Regions from separate parts of the Capra hircus genome. Here region 1 is linked to region 2. A link is a contact called in public Hi-C data. All regions are on one chromosome and are shown on one strand. The core of a region is the stretch at or near the end of the contact, and the rest is flanking DNA. Distances in the headings are between cores, read along the strand shown.

Evidence for each region. Hi-C and Micro-C count contacts between places; a contact is called where the count stands out from the background.
Region 1: a contact with region 2 is called in a Hi-C map of blood, with 5 times the contacts expected there. The contact joins two enhancer-like sites. A contact is called at or near these places in 3 of 5 Hi-C or Micro-C datasets (blood and liver).

The regions. Positions count from the first base shown.
Region 1 is chr24:2,321,661-2,326,451 of ARS1.2, forward strand. All of the region lies in intron 4 of MBP (myelin basic protein), which reads left to right. Among named protein-coding and RNA genes, the nearest start is that of MBP, 87 kb to the left of the region's middle. Within about 2 kb of position 2,856, at least 2 of the 5 cell types and tissues checked have an H3K27ac peak or open chromatin away from gene starts, as enhancers often do.
Region 2 is chr24:2,191,125-2,196,156 of ARS1.2, forward strand. No RefSeq gene overlaps it. Among named protein-coding and RNA genes, the nearest start is that of GALR1, 25 kb to the left of the region's middle. Within about 2 kb of position 2,282, at least 2 of the 5 cell types and tissues checked have an H3K27ac peak or open chromatin away from gene starts, as enhancers often do.

The DNA.
Region 1 (4,791 bases), core at 1,606-4,105, 130 kb after region 2:
CCCCGTCAAGTCTCCCGACCCTGCATGGCCGGGCCTCCAAAGGCCACATCATCCAGAGGTCGCATGGACCAAGGAGGCGGAAAGGTGCCTGGAGAGGGCAGCAGGGAGCCGCGCCTGGCTGGGCCCTGTCCCACCTGCACCTGCACCTCTGGGCCTGGAGACGCAGGCAGAGCCAGGAGCGCCCTGCTCCCACGCCCGGCAGTTGCTCTTACCGGCTTCCTTAAGCCCCTGCCTGCCACTCGCAGCCCCTGGGGGCCCAGTCCTTATGAGCCTGCAGAGGTCACTGTGGGGCCACCCGCCTGAGGGGTGGAGGGGCACCCAGAGGTCTGTCCAGAGCCGACCTCCCCACTCTGAACCTGCACCAACCGTCCCAGGGGCTGGGGCTCACCGAGTTGGGCTCCTGGCACCTGGAGAAGCGCGGAGCGTGCATGGAAGCACGTGCTGAGGGTCTGCTCTTCCACCTGCAGAGTCTGCTCTGAGCCTCCCTCCCCAGCCACTGGCAGCGACGTCAGAAACAACCGTCTGTCCTGCCGACGCCCCGGGACCCCGGGCTGATGGAGGGAAGCGGAGGCACCGCCCTGGTGCCGGTAAACTGGGCATCTCGGGTGCAGCAGACACCCCCCTCCCCAGGTCCCACAGCCCAGCTCTGGCTGCAGCCCCTGCGCTCCTGCCCTCGGGCCTCAGCATCTCAACTGGAGAGTCAGAGTCGGGGCCTGCGAGCGTCTCTGTGGGGACGGACCCATGGCCATTTCCTCCTGTCTCAGGCCCTCTTGCAGCCATGTGACCAGCACAGCCCCCTCCAACCCCGAGGCAGGGGCTCAGGGGCGACTCTGCGTGCCTGAGGCATGTAAGACCTTGTTCTGCTCAGCGGACAGACCTCTGTCAGCTCCCAGCCCCAGGCATTGTGCTCACATGGAAAGCCTTCCAGACACTTCCTTCGTACTCCGTCTCCAGGTTTTCTGAATCGATTTCTTCCTCATTTCCAAGGAAATGGCTCGGACCAGAGTTGGGTGGTCTTGACAGGCCCTGACAGTCTGGCCATGGGGACCCAGAGCAGATCAGTCTCCCTGGGGGCCGCACTGACGTGGGCAAGCCATCTGGGTCTCCGGGGGTGGCCCTCTCAAGGGGTCAGGCCGGGGTCATGCCTGGGGTCTATTCCGCGCTGCCCACCCTGAGGGGCTGCCTCACAGCACAGCCACCCAGGGGCCCATGGTCTTCAGTTGCAGGAAAGCCCGTTGCAACTTGGCTTTTCCTCCCAAAATAAGCCTTCCAGACTCTGCATCCCTCACACCGCCCGCTGCCATTCTGCATAAGGAGACGACTGAGTTCTAAGCCAAGGAGAGGTGCCCTGGGAGACTGTTTGGTTTACGCAGCTCCCAAGGCGTTAGCAGGATGTTTATGCTGGGAAGTCATGTGCATACTATAGACACACTGAGTTCTTCCAAAATGGGAGCAAAGAAAAAAGTCGGAGCAGTTAACGCCAACTTCCAGCCCTGCCTCCTGCGGACAGGAGACAGGGAAGCTTGCATGCCCACGTTCAGGAGCGTCGCTCTCAGCACCAGCCCGCCGCCCTGTTTGAGAGGCAGCGCTGAGCCGCTCCTCTGGAGACCGTGAGCCCGGGCGTCTGGCCGTGAGCTCCCCAGCGCTGCCCGAGACAGGAATGAGGTCTGGCTCCCGGGACAGTGAGGGTGGCCCGGTCACGGCAGAGGGACCCTCCTGGAGGCTCCGTATCAGGCGATGCGCCACGGGTAGGAAACACGACCGTGGGCAGCATGCTCGTGGGCCTGACGGCAGCGCCCAGCTCCAGCCGGGACCCCCGCACGGCCGCCTCCTCCCCCTGCCGGTCCACTCCCCGGGGTGAGAGCTGAGGCCAGCCTTGAAGGCCTCCACCTGAGGCTAAGCCCGCATCAGAAGCCAGGCAGCCACTGCGTGTTCACAGAACCAGCGGACACGTCGGCTGTACATGTGACACCGACTTCCCTCCAGGGTGGCCTCACACCCACAGCCTGGAGATTTCATTCCGTCCCTGCCCGGAGGCCTCTGATCCAGTCCTTGCATGGACATCGATGGAGGCAAAGACTTGGTCCAGAAGAGGCTGGGCGCTTTGATTCCCCCGTTTCAGGTGAAACATCGCAGGGGGAAATAGGCCGATGTGCCCTCCCTCCCCCCACTCCCCACTGCCTTCAGCTTCACAACTCGCTGAAAGTAGAAACTCTCCAGCTTGGAGGCCAGGCCCGCCTATCTCGGCCCAAGCGACAGTCCCTCTGGGCAGAGTATGAGACAGCTCCCCACAAACACAGACCACCCTCCGGCCAAGGTGAAACGTGTCATGAGAACAGGCAGTAGGCCACCTAAAATCTCCACCTAAACGAGAGCACTGCCTGTGCTGCTCCTGTAACTGAGAAAAGCCCACTGCTGACACAGCACGGCTCTCTCTAAAAGAGAGAGAGGCCACTGCTTTAAGTAAACTCCGCCGAGCCGAGGATTCAGGAGCAAACACATTCTTAAACTTGCTGAGGGTGAAAACGCAAGGGCAGACTGCAAGGATCATTCAGACCAACAAGAATTCTCTCCCCAGATTGCACAATCGAAATGCAGCAACCTTGCCAGAAAGCATCTGACGCCCTCCCCTGAGGCATACCAGGGGGCTGGTTGATCAGAAGTGGAGCAATCGCTTCCTCTGAAGAACTTACATAAACAAGATCGGCCTCGTTGTCCCGCGGTTTCTGGGAACAGCCGGAGCGTCGCGGGGTCAGGGTGTTGGAGCAAAAAGCCGCCATGGTCATTGGGGCCAGCTCTGAAAGGGGGCGCATTGCGGTCGACAGTTTCCAGCAGATGTGTTATCTCTCCTGCAGGCCTGTGACCTTCAGCTCACATGCTCTAGGAGATCATATTTTACCGGCAGCTAACTCAGAGCCAGATGCCACAGGAGCACGAAACTGCCACGACCCTGCCTTCCAAAGACGGGCCGAGAGACGGGACTACCGCGGATTGGAGTCTTTCAGCACAAGACGTTCACAATGCTGCTCTTTCGGAAAATCCTTGAGGAGGACTTCCTTGAGTCCTCGACTCTCTGTAGTCACCAAAATGAGATTTCTGGGGGAGTTTCGTAAACCATCCAAAGAAGTGTGAGGCAAGAGGAAAAGAGCAGGAAAAGAAAAGCCGTTCCATCATGACTACATTTCCTGGTTCTCAAATATAAAGACGACAATGTGGAAGAAGCATTTTTGGTTTTCTTAACACTTTCCCAAGAAGCAGCTCTCTTACTGATCCCAAGTCTCACTCTGTTGTTCTGCCTTATCGTCGGCAGTTCAGGAAGACACCCACACTGTTGGAGCGTGCGGTTCCAAGCAGGTGAAAGAGACACGCCGCTGGATCTGGGCTTCCAAAAAGCCAAAGGGTTTTTATTTTGGAAAAATCAAAATGCAAATTGCAGTTTGAAAAAAGCAAAAGGCAAATTCCTTCACTCTCTAGACCACTGATGGAACCATCTACTGAAGGAGCGTATCCCTAATGCCGCTCTGTGGGTGCAAGCGGACTTCTACCACGTTCAGCCTGTAAACTGACACACCAAGGGGTGTGCGTGTTGCACAGCTGCTTCGTTGGATGCTTTTCACCCCTTCACAGGACCCCTTTAAGTAGCTATGTCCACATTTGTAAAATGAGGTGAAAACAACCGCACGTCCACCCCATAAAACACGGAGGAGCCGCTTTCCTTGCTCCTCCCCTGTATCAGCCCCGGGGACACAGAGGGCTGCACGCATTGCCTGACTCCCAGGATCGACTTGACTAAGAAAGTGCCAGAAAGAAAACGGTCCTGCTTTCAGACTCGGGACGACCATCTGGACACGGCGGAGGCCGATCCACAGAGAGGCCGCGCTGGGCTGCGTCCTTCTGGCACGGCGCCTCGACCTGTCCCTGAGTGCAGGATGTGGGCCTCGGGCACCTCAAGGTCCCCACCACAGGGTTAGGGGCTTGTTGATGGGCCGGACCCAGAGCACCTCGGAGGTACTCATCACAACAGACCCGCAGATGGTGGGTGAGGCACCCTGGCATGAGGGTACCTACGCTGGTGACCTCCATGAAAATGCTCAATTTCAAGTTTTAAAAAGGGCAGCAGTTTCCAAACAGCAGCTCCACAAAGAGCTCACATCCCTTCCTACAATGCAGAAAAGATGGAGCAGATGTTACCAACACTCGTCACCCAACACACGCTGTGACTGAAGGACCGAGTTCCCCACCACAGCGCACGACACAGAGGGCAAGCGCAGGAGCCGGAGTGCCTCTCGCTACCGCCTGAGCCAGGAGGGAGCCGGCGCTCTGTGAGGGCCAGAAATGCGCTCCCCTTGAAACACACCACAGGTCAGAGCCTTGCCCTCCAAAGTACCAGGTAGAGCGCAGGTCCTCTAGAGGCTCGTCTCTCCTGTGTGGCGTCTGCAAGCCGTGAGTCTGCATCTGGGCAGTCCTCAGATGCCTGCCTGCCTGGTGTTCATCACTGCTCTCCTGGCCCCTCCTTGGCACCCACCTAGTGGCCAGCAAACTGAAGCCTGGGCAGAGAGAGGGGAGGCAGCCAGGCTCTAGGGTCCAACTGTCCTCAGGACTGACTGGTCTGACTGCATCTAGGGTGCAGAGCTCAGCAGGGCGGATGCAGTGGGGAGACGTGTCCCAGACCCAGGATTCACTCAAATTTCCTCCACTGGCATTCTAATGGTGGATCCAGGTTGTTCAGTCACTCAGTCGTGTCCAGTTCTTTGTGGCCCCATGGACTGCAGCACGCCAGGCTTCCCTGTC
Region 2 (5,032 bases), core at 1,032-3,531:
AAGAGCTTGCCAAGTTTTCCAAGAAATATGGTAAGAAGCCAATTGCAGAAAAGAGCACATAATATGATGCCTTAGCTTTAAAAAAGGAGGTTTAGAAGAAGAAATTCTTCCAAAGGTTTACAAGGTTTAGGTTAGAAGAAATTCTGCATAAGTATCTTTGTGTATGACTGGAGATGTTTGAAACATACACAGAATGGCTGGAGGGGACAAGCGGAGGCAAAAATGTTCATTCTCATCTTTAAGCTTCTGGTCTTTGCTCTCCAATGACTATGATTATTTTTGACACTTTAATATTTAAATGGGCTTCCCTGGTGGCTCAGATGGTAAAGAATCTGCCTGCCAATGCAGGAGATGTGGGTTCGACCCCTGGGTCAGGAAGATCCCCTCGAGAAGGGAATGGCAACCTACTCCAGTACCCTTGCCTAGAGAAATCCATGGACAGAGGAGCCTGGCGGGCTATATAGTCCAGGGGGTCACAAAGAGTTGGACACAACTGAATGACTAACACACTGTAATATTTAAATAGAGAAGAGAAACTCCTTTTTAAGTATTTAAAAACTCAGTCTGATTTTCTCCTGTCTTAATAATGCTAATTTTCCAGTTAGTTTGAAGGGAAAACTTGAAAATAGCTTGAAGGCAGATCATTTTTTACGGTTTTATTATTGGAGTGTAATTGCTTTACGAAGTTGTGTTAGCTTCTGCTGGACAACAGCGCGAATCGGCCGTAAGTACACATGCATCTGTTCCCTCCTGAGCCTCCCTCCCTCCCCCGGTCCCGCGCTCTAGGTCTGCGCAGAGCACCGAGCTGAGCTCCGTGTGTCATGCAGCAGCTTCCCAGCAGCTGTCTGCTCCACACACGGCCGTGCGTCTGTGTCAGCGCTCCCCTCCTCGCTCGCCCTGCCCTGCCCTGCCCATGTCCACACGTCTGTGATCCACAGCTGAAGGCAGGTCGCTGAATCTCTGGAAGGCAGGTCAAGCGTAGGTCAAGAAAGGAGAGAACATGGGACTTCCTCAGCGGTCCCGGGGTTAAGACTCCCCCTACAACGGCAGCCCACTCCAGTGCTCTCGCCTGGAGAACCCATGGACGGAGGGGCCTGGTGGGCTGCAGTCCATGGGGTCGATGAGGGTCGGGCACGACTGAGTGACTTCACTTTCACTTTCCACTTTCATCCATTGGAGAAGGCAATGGCCCCCAACTCCAGGGCTCTCGCCTGGAAAATCCATGGACGGAGGGGCCTGGTGGGCTGCAGTCCATGGGGTCGATGAGGGTCGGGCACGACTGAGTGACTTCACTTTCACTTTCCACTTTCATCCATTGGAGAAAGCAATGGTACCCCACTCCAGTGTTCTTGCCTGGAGAATCCCAGGGACGGGGGAGCCTGGTGGGCTGCCGTCTCTGGGGTCGCAAAGAGTCGGACACTACTAAAGTGACTTAACAGCAGCGAAGCAGGGGGTGTGGGTTCGATCCCTGGTCAGGGAGCTAAGACCCCCCATGCCTCAGGGCCCAAATCATGAAACAAGCGATATTGTAACAAATTCAATAAAGACTTCAGAAAAAAAAAAAAAAAAAAGAGGAAACAGGATTGCTGTTTTAAGCAGACGGAAAAAAACCAGAACAGCCTCCTTGTCTTTGACATAAATTAAACCTGAGTTCTGGGCACCTTCCCTCCTGATTTCTCTCCCCCATCCCACCCCCGAAATGTACCAACCTGATTAAAACAGATACTGACAAACAAGGAAGATATCCCTCAAGCAGGGCAAAACACTCAGCCAGAGGATTAATGAGCTGGGGCCAAGCAAACACCCGGGAGCAAAGAAATAGAGTCCCCTAGGGAGAAGACACGGCCCAACCCAACGTGCTTCGAGACCGAGCAGAGGAGATGCGGCTTTTGCCAGATTTCTATACGGACTCAACGGGCTCGACACGGGGACTATTTATTCTCGTTTGGTTTATTTGATGTGTGAGAGATGCAACATAGCCAGCTCAAAATTTAAATAAAACGTGAGTTTCTTGATAACTTGTGCTGTATGCTCAGTCACTCACTGTCCGACTCTGAGACCCCATGGGCTGTAGCCCACCAGGCTCCTCTGTCCATGGAATTTTTTAGGTAAGAATAGTTGAACAGGTTGCCATTTCCTCCTCGAGGGGCTCTTCCCGACCCAAGGATTAAACCTGTGTCTCTCGCATCTCCTGCATTGCAGGCGGATTCTCTCCTGCTGGGCCACCAACGAACAGCATCCTACTCAATTAAAAAATTCAGATGGATTAACTATGTCTTCTTGTCACCACTTGATGGCAACATAGTTAACCTATGGGGCAGTTAGGGACACAGCAACGTCCAAATTGGCTGTTTGTTACCAAGGCGGCTTCCTGGCTCAAGACACGGTTCAACAGAAATTCACAGGGACAGGAAAATTATTTCAGACCCTCCAAATGATTGCATATATTGGCCTCTGCTTCCTAAAAGATCAAGCAACACTCTTTGGTATTTCTCCCTCAGGAAGCCAGGAAGAAAAAGACTGCTGGCTGCATCCAGAAAAACTCTCATTTGTCTAGCTGCCGTAACTGAATTTTTATCCACAAGCCATATGTAGAAAATCACAACAGAATGTGCTTAAATTAAGTTAAATTTGATATCTTTGAAATGTCATTTGCAAAATTCATTTGCAATACACAGCATTCTCCTGGCCTGATGGTGAGTGGATCTGGGGTGACGTGTATTGAAGTAATTTCCTATTGGAAAAGTTCAAGTTATCTTTCCTTGAGATTCTCCTGGTGGCCATGCCACCCAGGATATTGATCTCTTCCTTAGCTTTAATACAGAATCTTGAAGGAAGAGCAGAGCCTTGAAGATGCAGATGTGGCCAAGAAGAGTGACCTCTCTGAGCAGGAGGGACAGTCCACCCTCAGAGGAGTCCTCTAGCCCAAGGATAAAGCCTTTTATGTTCAACTATCGTATTAGAGTTTTTCAGAGAAACAACCAATAGGTGTGTGTGTGTGTTTATGAAGTGACCTATTTTAAGGCATCGCCTCACACTGATATGTGAGCTGGAGGCCCAGGACAGCAGGTGGCGGAGTTTGTTGCCTGGAATTGGAGATCCAAGGGCAGGAGGAGACCAGCACCCCAGCTCAGCCAGGTGGGCCGAGCAGGTTCCCCCTCCTCTGACCTTTTGCCTAAGGTGGGCTTTCAGTGACCCGGTGAGGCCCAGCTATGCCGGGGAAGGCCACCTGCTGTGCCCAGTCCACTATTTCAGATGCTAAGCTCTCCAGATACACCATCTCTCTCACACACACTCACAGAGATAATGCCTAACCAGATGTCTGGGCATCCATGCCTTGGCTCAGCCACCTTGACATTTAAAATTAATCATCACAGCCATTTTCTACTCCTTAGATTGTGAGACAGGGTACAAGCACGGAAAATGAACACCAGTGCTCAGAACCCCCCACATGTGTGCTGGAGACTGAAATGGATGGAGTTTGTGCGTGCTTCTTAGCTGTGCCCTGCAATCACCCCCTCAGGCCAGCAATAGAGCCCCAGTGCCCACTAACGCCATAATCAAGGACGGAGAAGGGCCACCCTAGGCTCAGGACATCTCTTTTGTTCTAATATCAACAGTTACGGGACCAGATAGCAAGGACCACAGGCCTGAGTCCAAAAATGCTGACGTGGAGATGAAAGCCCCCAGTGAGTGAGAGCGCACGCACTTCCTTTTGCTCAGTGTGAAGACATTCAGGTTCCAGGGAGAATGTCTCCTTACCACTGCAGAGGGAGACCCTCAGCTGGAGCACAGGTTGCAAGCTTGTCAGGACACATTTGGGGCCCATCAGGTGGGTAACAGTTCCGTCTAGTCAAAGCTATGGTCAAAACCAGCAGCCATGTACGAATGTAAGAGGTGGACCATAAAGAAGGCTGAACACCAAAAAATGGATGCTTTCAAACTGTGGTGCTGGAGAAGACTCTTGAGAGTCCCTTGGACAGTAAGGAGATCAAACCAGTCCATCCTAAAGGAAATCAACTCTGAATATTCACTGGAGAGACTGATGCTGAAGCTGAAGCTCCAATACTTTGGCCACCTGAGCTGCTCACTGGAAAAGTCCCTGATGCTGGGAAAAACTGAAGGCAGGAGAAGGGGATGACAGAGGATGAGATGGTTGGATGGCATCACCAGCTTGATGGACATGAGGCTGGGCAGGCTCCAGGAGATGGTGAAGGACAGGGAGGCCTGGAGTGCTGCAGTCCCTGGGGTCGAGACTGAACAACAACAAAGTGGGTAAACATCACCGCGCCCCCAGACCAGGGTATCCTGACGCAGCAGTGGTGGGGGCTCTGGAGCTTCCTCCCAGAGCTTGCGATAATCCCCACACCTGGGCTCCACTCCCCCGCATCGCCTCTTCTTCCCTCCATAAAGAAGGACATGTCCCCCAAGGCAGGGTGCTCATAACGCCTCCCATGAGGAGTAGGGATGGGGGAGCAGTCCCAGGCCTGCTTTTAAGAAGCGAGAGCAAAGCTCGCAGCTGTGGCTCACTCGTCCCCAGGATGTCACCTTCCTGTGGACCAGCCCTGCCCCAGGCCTGGCATTTCACACCTTGCAGGCACAAGTAAAATGCGCATTAGCTAGTCAGGAAACCCTTCCTTCCAGATACAATAAACCCTGACACTGTGATTCTGTGACTCAGACAAATGGCATCAAGAAACAGTGTTTCCACTGGACAGCAGAGGGAACCGAGACGATACTTTATAATGACAATAAACAGCACAGCTTTTGCAAACTGCGAATCACTAGGTCGCACACGCGGAGTTCATACAGTATTGTAAATCAGCTATGTGCGTGTGTGCACACTAGGTCATTTCAGTCACGCCTGACTCTTTGCAACCCCATGGACTGTAGCCCGCCAGGCTCCTCTGACCATGGGGATTCTCCAGGCAAGGGTGCTGGAGTGGGTTGCCATGCCTTCCACCAGGAAATCAGCTCTATCTTAATTTAAAATAACAGAAACAATATTTACCACCTTAAGAATTTCAGTACC